Regions from separate parts of the Anser cygnoides genome. Here regions 1 and 2 are each linked to region 3. The links are chromatin contacts, called in public Hi-C maps. All regions are on one chromosome and are shown on one strand. The core of a region is the stretch at or near the end of the contact, and the rest is flanking DNA. Distances in the headings are between cores, read along the strand shown. Region 1 holds the start of VEGFA (vascular endothelial growth factor A). Region 2 overlaps LOC106029742 (a long non-coding RNA gene). Region 3 holds the start of SLC29A1 (solute carrier family 29 member 1 (Augustine blood group)).

Evidence for each region. Hi-C and Micro-C count contacts between places; a contact is called where the count stands out from the background.
Region 1: a Hi-C map of liver shows a contact between it and region 3, with 5 times the contacts expected there. The contact joins the promoter of VEGFA here to the promoter of SLC29A1 in region 3. A contact is called at or near these places in 2 of 7 Hi-C or Micro-C datasets (both in liver).
Region 2: a contact with region 3 is called in a Hi-C map of liver, with 18 times the contacts expected there. The contact joins the enhancer-like site here to the promoter of SLC29A1 in region 3. A contact is called at or near these places in 2 of 7 Hi-C or Micro-C datasets (both in liver).

The regions. Positions count from the first base shown.
Region 1 is chr3:34,260,239-34,263,225 of Taihu_goose_T2T_genome, forward strand. VEGFA (vascular endothelial growth factor A) reads right to left here and starts at 1,463. Exons shown (of 6, transcript XM_066993857.1): 1 at 1,328-1,463. The coding sequence starts at 1,393.
Region 2 is chr3:34,172,017-34,174,885 of Taihu_goose_T2T_genome, forward strand. All of the region lies in intron 2 of LOC106029742 (a long non-coding RNA gene), which reads right to left. Among named protein-coding and RNA genes, the nearest start is that of VEGFA, 88 kb to the right of the region's middle. Within about 2 kb of position 1,380, at least 1 of the 3 cell types and tissues checked has open chromatin away from gene starts, as enhancers often do. A contact at or near this core is called in liver, where this site is marked.
Region 3 is chr3:33,858,705-33,861,737 of Taihu_goose_T2T_genome, forward strand. It overlaps SLC29A1 (solute carrier family 29 member 1 (Augustine blood group)), which reads right to left and starts at 1,674. Exons shown (of 14, transcript XM_048080133.2): 1 at 1,267-1,674. LOC106048216 (spectrin beta chain, non-erythrocytic 2-like) reads right to left here. Exons shown (of 31, transcript XM_066993846.1): 31 at 2,755-3,033. The coding sequence ends at 2,970.

The DNA.
Region 1 (2,987 bases), core at 213-2,712, 400 kb after region 3:
GGGTTGAAGGGTATTATCACTAGACACCGACCCGGAGTTGTCTAACCTACAGCCAGGGAACAGACGCTGCTCTGCAAGTTTACTGAGGAGCTGGGAGGCAAAGAAGCCCTGTTTTCGGTGACGGTGGAAAAACTCTTGGAGAGCGGAAAGAATCGTCCCACGAGCCAAATCTGGCAGGCTGGCTGCACGGAGCTGCTCCGTGACACGCTCTAATGAGAGCTCAGCCTCGGTTCCCATCGAGCACAGCCTAACGTGCGGCTGTCACTGGAGAAAGTAGAGATATAACAGGCTAGAAACAAAGCGTGCAGTGCCTGCATGACTTCGGTTACAGCTGAAATGGCTCCTAATTGGGGAGTTACCTTCCAGCATCGGTGCTGAACAAACAATGTGAATAACTGATTAGTTTGCAAGCGACGTTTATGTTCACGACAGTGGGAGATGATCTGGCCCGCATTCTCGCCAAGAGCTGAGGAGGAATGGCAGGGGAGAACTAGCTCCTTACAGCCCTTAAAACATAATCCACGCCTGCCTAGCATACAGCCACTTTCACGTGGGCACTCTGTCTAAACCCCTTAATATCTCTTGGCAACACAGCCCTCTTGACTCTTTTGAAAACAGATTTATAGGACAGGTTTGCACAGAAAGCTGCCTTTCTTTTTCTCTCTCCTTTTTTTTTTTTTTTAAAGGAGAGAAAGACAAGGAGGAAGAGTCGGTTTCTAATCGCTCAGGAATGACAATGAGGCAAAAGTAAAAGTGACCGAGGAAGGAGAGAAGGGAAAAACGAGGGGTTTTGTAATCTCGGTGCAGGAGATATGCATTTTGAAAAAAAAAAATCAATCTGGAAGAAATTCAGGATCCATTTTGTCCTCTTTGATCTCTATTTGTTTTTCCAGCTAGGTATTTTGAACTCCACAAGGCAGCGCGAACCCGAGCCGGGACCCAAGGCAAATACCGCCGAAACACCCTTTTGCAATGTCAGGAGAGCCGAGGCCGGCAGGAGAGAGGCTGATGCAAGAAGCCAGCGCGCTGCCTCCCCTCCTTTGCCTTCCCTTCCCTTCCCTGCCCCGCGCAGCGCCGCGCAGCGCCCCGGCCCCGCGGAGCCCCACGGCGGGGGCGTGCAATGCGCGCACATGTGCGCGGCCCCTCCGCGCCTCGCCCCCCTCGCACGGGCACAGCGAGCAGGTGGGAGCCGAGGGAAGGGGGAATAAATTTTTAAAAAAAAAAAAAAAAAAAGGAAAAAAAACCATTTTTTTTCTTAATTTTTCCCGCCCCCCCAACCCCTTCCCCTCCGCACGCGGGGGCACAAAAGCCCCGTCCCGCCGCTTACCTCCGCGCTCTGCAGATAGAGCAGCGCCGCCAGCCCCCAGTGGATCCAAGTGAGCAGAAAGTTCATGGTTGCCGCCGCACGCCGCGGAGGAACGGGGCCCGCCGCGCTCCGCCTCGCCTCCGCCGCCGCCCCGCCGCCGCCGCCGCCGCCGCCCCGCCGCGCTCTCGCCCGCGCCTCCTCCGTGCCCTCCTGGGGTGCCGCCGGCCGGGCGCTGCGAGGGGCTCCGGGGGAAGGGGGGCTCCTCTTCGGGGCGTCCGCGTTCACCCCTCCATAAGGCCGGCTCTCCGCCGGCGGCCCCCGCTGCTGCTCCCGGTGGGCGCTCCGCCGGGCCGAGCGCAGGCTCCGCGGCCGCCCCGCCGCCGCCGCCCGGCCCCCGCCGCCGGGCAATCCGAGCTCCACAGCGGCAACCGGGGCAGGCAGAGGCACCCGCGCCGCGCTCGCTCTCGGCTTCGCGCACTCACGCCAAAGTTTGCGGGGAAAAGTTTCAATGCATCTCTTTTCCTGCGCGCCCCCCACCTCTTCTTCGCGGCGGCTGCCTCCCCCCGCCGGGGGGATGGAAGGGGCTGAGCCCGCCGCCGCTCGGCCGTCCACCGCTTTTTAAAAAAAAAAAAAAAATCAGAAGAGGGCGAAAAAAAAGAAAAAGAAAAAAAAATCCAAACTGGCTGGAGAGGGAGGCAACCGGGGCGGAGAAGAGGGGAAAAGGGGGGGGGGGGGGGGGGGGGGGGGGGGGCTCTGCAGGAAAGGGAGAGAAAAAAAAAAAAATCCAAAGTATAGGTGGGGGGGAAAAAAAAAAAAATTCAATTAAACGGGAGGAGGATAAAGCAAGGCGGCGAGCCAAGCGCAGGTCCCGGTGCCCGGGGAGGGCTGAGGTGCTCCCGCGGCGCGCTGTCCCCCGCCGGCTCGGCGTGCGCTCCTCGCCCCCCGGCGCCGCGGCAGCGGCGGCTCCGCGCACTCCAGCGGCGGCTCCGCGCAGCGCCCGCTCCCCGCGCAGCGCCCGCCCCACCGCCCGCTCGCCGGCGCTCTGCAACTGCTCGGCGCGGCCGCGGGGAGAGACGCTCCGCCGAAGTCCCACCCTCTCTGGCGATTCCCCTCCCTCCTTCCCCTCCCCTCTCGTCCTTGCGGCTCTGGGCGAAAAGGCCACGGAGGTAAAAGGGGGTGCGCGGCGCGCCCCCCCCCCCCCCCAAAGCTCGCCCCACTCGGGATCGTGTCCCCCACCCCGTCCCCCACCCGCGGTTCCCACGATGCGCGCCCACCTTTTTCCCCCACCCGCCCCACCCCGGCAGCCCCACGGGCGCGCTTTCTGCCCCGCCGAGCGATGCGTGAGTTCGGGTCAAAATTCACCTCGCCCGCCCGTGGGAATCGCTCCAAAGTCCAGCAGAGCCATTTGGGGGGAGGGGGCAGCAGGGGACAAATTGCCATCCCGGCCGCCGCCCGGCCCCCCAAGCCCTTTGCTTTGCAGCTGCGGTGATTTCTTAGCACCTACGTGTCAAAGGGGAGGGGGCGCATCCTCGGTTGGGTTTTATTTCTCTGTATCCAGCTCCAGCCCCCCTAGGTCGTGGGGCCTGCCCGCACCAGCCTTTGCCTGCAGAAGGGCATTATACTGGAGATCTTGCCGGGCAAACCCCGTCCCGCTTTCTGGGAAGGTATTTGAAGGGCAAAA
Region 2 (2,869 bases), core at 130-2,629, 310 kb after region 3:
CCATTGCAAGCGAGGTTGCTGGGAGCTGTGCCTTCAACACCAAATTATGGGAGTCCCTGGCACTAGAGGTTCAAGAAATCCTGGCCACTCCTGGCAAAAATCCTGGCAGAAATTCTCTCCCCCACACTCCCCCTCTCTTCAGTCAGGGATGTGTTTTGCCTCCCAAGATAGTTCGTATCAGGCCATCACACATTTGCCTGTGATTCCCTCTCCATTTCAGGTGGCTTTAGTATCAAAACTTTCTAACAAGGGTATCCTAGGTCCTGCTTAGATCATCTTTCTTCTATCCTCCTAGCGCCATGTCCTGCCCAAAGATGTTCTCCAGTGCTCATTTCATTTGTTCATGAGCCTTTTACAATATTAGACTTTCTCGTCCACACACCATTCTCCCTCCCCACTCTCCCTCTGATCCCCTCAATAATTTTCTTTTTTTTCCTTGTCCTTTTCTCTCAGTAAGTGCTCAGCTCTCATATTCACAGAACACAATTGGTTTTGTTATATATCTGCAGTTTTGTCTTTCACAATAGTTGCTTGGAGGGTAAATTCTCTGCAGATTTAAATAACATGCCAATGTCTAAACATATACAACACTGAAAAAAAAAAAAAAAAAAAGCAAACTCATGTAGCTGTAAATCAAACAGCCAGACAGAGTTAGTGGTCCCATCTCTAAACTCTCTGTCTTCATTCCACTTTAGTAAGATGGAAGTGGTGCTAGCTCCTTCCTCTTTTCGCAAGGTCTGCAGTAAGGGGAAATGTCTTCATGTTTGTGAACTGCTCAGATTTGGAGTGAAAGTGTCACAGAAAAACCCATGAGGAAATGTAATCCGTTTGCACTCTATGCAAAGCTTAAGTGGTGTTTAGTAAACAAGGTCTGAGGTCAAGTGATGAGGGTAAGAAAAAATTCTGAATAGTTACCCAGTGAGTTCAGTGATGATCTACCCCATACAGTGACCATTCTGTGACTGTAACACAATGCAGATTCATATAGAAGGCTGAATTGCATGAAGAATCATGATTTTGCATGAACAATCATGATTTTAGCACTTCCCATTTCTGAGCATTTCATGTTTCCAGCCACAGTGTTTTTTTAATGTCATTTTTAAGAGGTAATAAGGACACTGAGAATACAGAAACGAGTGTCTATCTATCTGAAATACTCTGCAGTTAACATATTTAGAAAGGCAGAACTTGGTTATCCACCTGTCCTCTGTGACAATACAGAATTGAACTTTATGAGATACATGCCACGTTACCTCCTCTGAAAGCTTCAGGCAAAGATCTGGAGGAAATGTTCATATTCTTGTGCACTTATTTGTTTAACCTTTTCCCCACGATATTCAGGTTAAATTTTCCCTTAACCCCATTCCTCCTCCCCCCCTTAAACCTTTACAAACAGGCAAGCACCATGTTAAAGATTCTTTGTCCTGGCTGCTCAGAAACCAGTAAGTGCAAGCAGGTATTAACATGCACCCATAAACACAGTCAGCCAATACAGAGCCAAACCAAGCAGGTTTGGGGCATTGTCCCATTGCAGTCTTCAAAAACCTGGACATGGCTGATCCCTCCAGGCCCTCAGTCCCTGCTGTCACTTTGCTGGAACACCATCCAGGTTATCACTGCCTCCCTGGCCTGGTATGCTACAGATTTCGGATCAAGATTGTAACTTCCTGGTTGTGTTTTGCGCGCGCTTTGTGCCAGCGAGACCAAACTCCACTGACCGTCCTTGTAGCCATACTGCATGCCAAGATCTTATCACATCTGTTCCACGTATCGGCCCACCTCCTGCCTTCCATTTCTTGAGCCCCACATCTGGCTTTCACCAACACACTCACAAGTTCTCTCACTATCACCTGCCAAAGGTTTCCTGCCTTCTCATAGGCTGTGTGTTTTGGGTTGATTAACAGGTGTTTGCTTTCTGTTTGTTTGGTTTTTATCCCCTAGATGAAAATGTTATTTTTTTGCCTGGCTCTCTGCTCCTCCAAAGTCACATTGTATTTGTTCTCTGCCTAAACTTGCTCTTGCAATTCAGCACAGTTAAGTAGCATTCGTTAATGCCATTAATGGGCTTTTAACTCCCCGCAACCCGATTAATAGTGGAGATATTAAGTACACCCAGAAGTAATGTTTACAAAAGCACCCATGTGATTTAGAAGCATGAGTCCTGTCAAATGTCTCCGCGTCAGCTTTGCCTTTGAAAGTGAACTTCACAGTCTGGCATGGACCCAGAGAGGTGGGAGCACCGGAGCAGGCTCATTTTTTTGGGTGCCCTTTTTTTATTTATTTATTGCAAGCCTATCCCTCTATAGTGTGACATTGGGGTTAGCATCAAATCAAAGTTGATTTGCGTACTTCGAGATTTTTTTCTTCCCTCCCTAACTGCTGGCAGTTTTTACAGGATCTTGTTTTCTGCCTTACTTCCTGCTCAGCCACTCGTTTTGCCCTTGTGTTTTTAAGAAAGCAATGGGGACTCTCTGTCACTTCAGGCTCTGTCTCCTTTATGTGGGGATAAAGTCTCCAGTATTACTTGTTTTTTTCAACCTCTATTTGTAAAATCCTTTCATCTTTCCTTGGCAGCAAGAACTCCCTTCGCATTCCTCTTGCATGCACCCTTTCCCTGCAGCAGGTAATGGCTGAGCATTCAGATTTGGTTGCTTTCCCTGCAGCAAAGGATATTAACATATCTAAATAAATACACCTGTTTATGCAGGAGCCAGACAGGCATCCACAACAGACAAGGCTTGCTCTGTCCTCTGAATGCTCCTCTCTCTAGTAAGCCTCACAAATGCCTTATCTCAACTGAGCCACCCTCAGTTTGCTTTCAGACCCCTGTATGGACCAGTCCCAGTTCTGAGAGAAGAACAAGACGACA
Region 3 (3,033 bases), core at 424-2,923:
GGGACGGCGGCACGGTGCCGCCACGCCGAGAGGCAGCGTGGGGGTGAGGGCCAGGCAGCGTGGGGGTGAGGGCCAGGCTGCGGACCCTGCCCCGGCCTCCGCGCCCCGCGCGCGGGGTCAGGATCCTGCAAACAAGCTGGGGGGCAGCCGGGGCCACCGCGTCCCGGCCGAATCACACCGAGGGCAGCACGGGGACGGCGCCTGGGGGAGGAAGGAGCTGGGGAGGGAGCGGAGCGAGGGCCGAGGGCGAGCTCCCAGCGGTCAGCCTGCAGCTCGGAAGGGTCACAGGAGAGAGCCTGGCTCCGGGGACAAAGGGCTTGCGAGGTTTGGGCAGGGCTGGGGAAGAAACCCCGACGGGGAGGCGCAGAGTGAGGGCTCCCCGGTGGTGTCCCCCGCGCTGCAGGTACCCCAAGGACCTTACGGGAACACAAGGCACCACCCCAGTATGGCCGGGAGCATGGGGGCGAGCGCACCGGGGCCAAAAAACCCACCGGACCACCTGCCACCCCCACAGCACCCCAACCCCTGCCCCGTTGTGGGACAGCACACAGAGCAAAGCCACCGCTGCCGGTGTCCCCGTGCCCCAGCTCTGACCTGCTGTGTCCCACGGCACCGCCGCTCAGCCCCGTGCCCTAGTTACAGCGCCTGCAGCTCCGCGGCGGCCGTCCATGGCACACGGTGCCAGCCCGGGGCACGACCATGCACGCTTACATGTTGTTGTGATTTTTTTTATTTATTTTTGTTTGTTTGTTTCCGATGTCCGCAGGGCCGCTGGCGGGCTGCGTGCCCGCGGTGCTGCCGGCTGACAAGCCCGGATCCCGCACTGCTCAGGGGGAGAGCTGCCAGCGCTGCCTGCCTGCCTCTCCCCAGGTCCTAGCGCTCTGCCTGCCGCGCCAAGGACACCCGGCTGCAGGACAGCCCTCGGCCCCCCGCGCGGGGATGCCCCGTGCCCTCCTGGGGACAAAGTCCTTGTGAAGGGGGGGGCCCTGCCCTATAGGCATCGCCCTGCAGACCCTGCTCCCCCCGGACCTTTCCCTTCCGGCCGCAGCATGGCCGGGAGCCGGATCGTCCTTGTCACCAGATGCCCAGATCCCCGTTCAGCCCCGAGGCAGAGGGACGGGGCGGTGGGTGACAAGGCTCGGCACAGGCCCCCGGCTGCGGGGTGACCTTGCACGCGGGTCCTTGTGGTGGCTTCTCAGAGCCACGTCCCCTCCCCATCCAGCCCCCCAAGCCAGCGCCTTTCCCTCTCGCCACCCTGCCCGTTACCTCCAGGGCTCAGCTCCCCGCTGCCGCCTTGCCCAGTGCCGGGGATCCTCCGGTGGAGGGAGGACGGGGGCTGCCGAGCCCTCACCGTGCCACGAGCTCCTCAGCCAGGCGCTGGCTGCGAGCGGCTCCGTGGGGCTCCCGCTGGCTCAGCAGGTGGAGGCTGCGTGCACGCGGGGATTAGCGGGGGGAAGCGGCGCCTGCCATCGAGACCGCCAGCGGGATTCGTCAGCGGGGCCCGGCGCCAGGGCAAGGAGGGGGAGAGGGTGAGGGGAAGGCGCCCTCCTGCAGCGCGGGTGCAGGGGACGGTGCCCTCCTGCGACACCCCGCTGCACGGGGAGCGTGCCGTGGGCTCTGCCTGGGGTCACAAGGTGCCCCCGTCCCTGCTCCGTTTTACACGTCTCGTCTCACGCCGCCGTGCTGGACTTGGGCCAGCGTGGGACACTCTGGGCAGGTCGGTGGCTCCGGGTGTCACGCACCCCAAGCAGTGAGGGGGGACGAGCCCTCCGTGCGGCCCCAGCCCCGCTGCCCCTCCGCCGGGCCCCTGAGCAGCTCAGGAATGAGCTGGCGGCTCCTGACCGAGCGGCTGCTGCGCAGGGCCGGGGCTGCAAGTGCCTCCTCGCGGCACGGCCGGGGCTGGCCCCGTCCCAGGGCATCCCCCCCAGCCCCGAGCGAGCCGCCCCGCTCCTCTCTTCCCATTAAGGCAGTGTGCACGGGCCGAGCGGCGGTGCTGGAGGAAAACAGGTGACCGAGCCAAGAGACCGAGCCAAGAGAAATCTGCGGCCCCAAATCCCCCCAACTCCCCTCCTCCGGGAGCACGAAGCCCCTCGCTGGGTGACACCGCTGCCCCCGTCCCCAGCTGGGGGTTGCAGCGGGACACAGGGGGGTGGGAGCAGCCCCGTGCCCGCTACTCGTGTTTCTGCGCTTGCAGCCCTTGCTGCGGATCTGGGCGGCAGCCAGCCCAGCTATTTTAAGCCCCATCCTGTGCCTGCGGAGGAGAGGCTGAGCCTCGGAGCCTGCCGGGAGCGTCCTCACAGACCTGTCCTTTTTGCCTGAGGGCTGGTGCACACCCGGACGGGGCTTTGGGCTCCCTCCCCTTCCCGGCACAGACAGGAACCAGAGTGGCTGACACCAGCACGGGCTGGCGAAGCTATTGCAAAATTTTGGGACAGGGAAGCCCCCGGGGTCTGGCCACGCTCCCTGACCGTCACCACAGCATGCAGCACGCGCCTGCCTGCGGCCATCCTGCACCGAGCACGAGGCTCGAGGCTGAGCAAGTGAGGGAAACGGGGTCCAGGTGCCACGAGGGATGAGCTGGGCTGGGGACAACAGGGAAAACCACAGGACCAAGCTCCTCGGGAGATGCCAGGTGGCTCAGGCTTCCCCTCGAGCAGCACCGAGCCCGGCCACGGGAGCCCCCTCCTCTGACATGACCACCACCCACCTTCGGGAGCCCCTCTGCGGGCTGGATGAAGAAGCTCCCAGACCGCGTGTCGATCTGTTTTTTAATAAAAAGGCCCCCGGCCCTGCCTGTGCTGCGTGTGGGGGGAGGCCCGGGGGCGGGAAGGGGGAGGCGGGGGTGTAGTGCAGCCCCCCCGGGCAGGCGGCGAGCGGTGAGCTGGTGCTGGCAGCGGAGACGGTGCGAGGACGGCACCCGAGAGGAGGAACACGGGCAGGCGGGGGCTTTCCTCCCCCTCGGCCGGGGTTCACTCCTTCTTGCCGAAGAACTTCTTGAAGACGGACTTGTTCTTGGGGCGGGGGGGGCCGGGG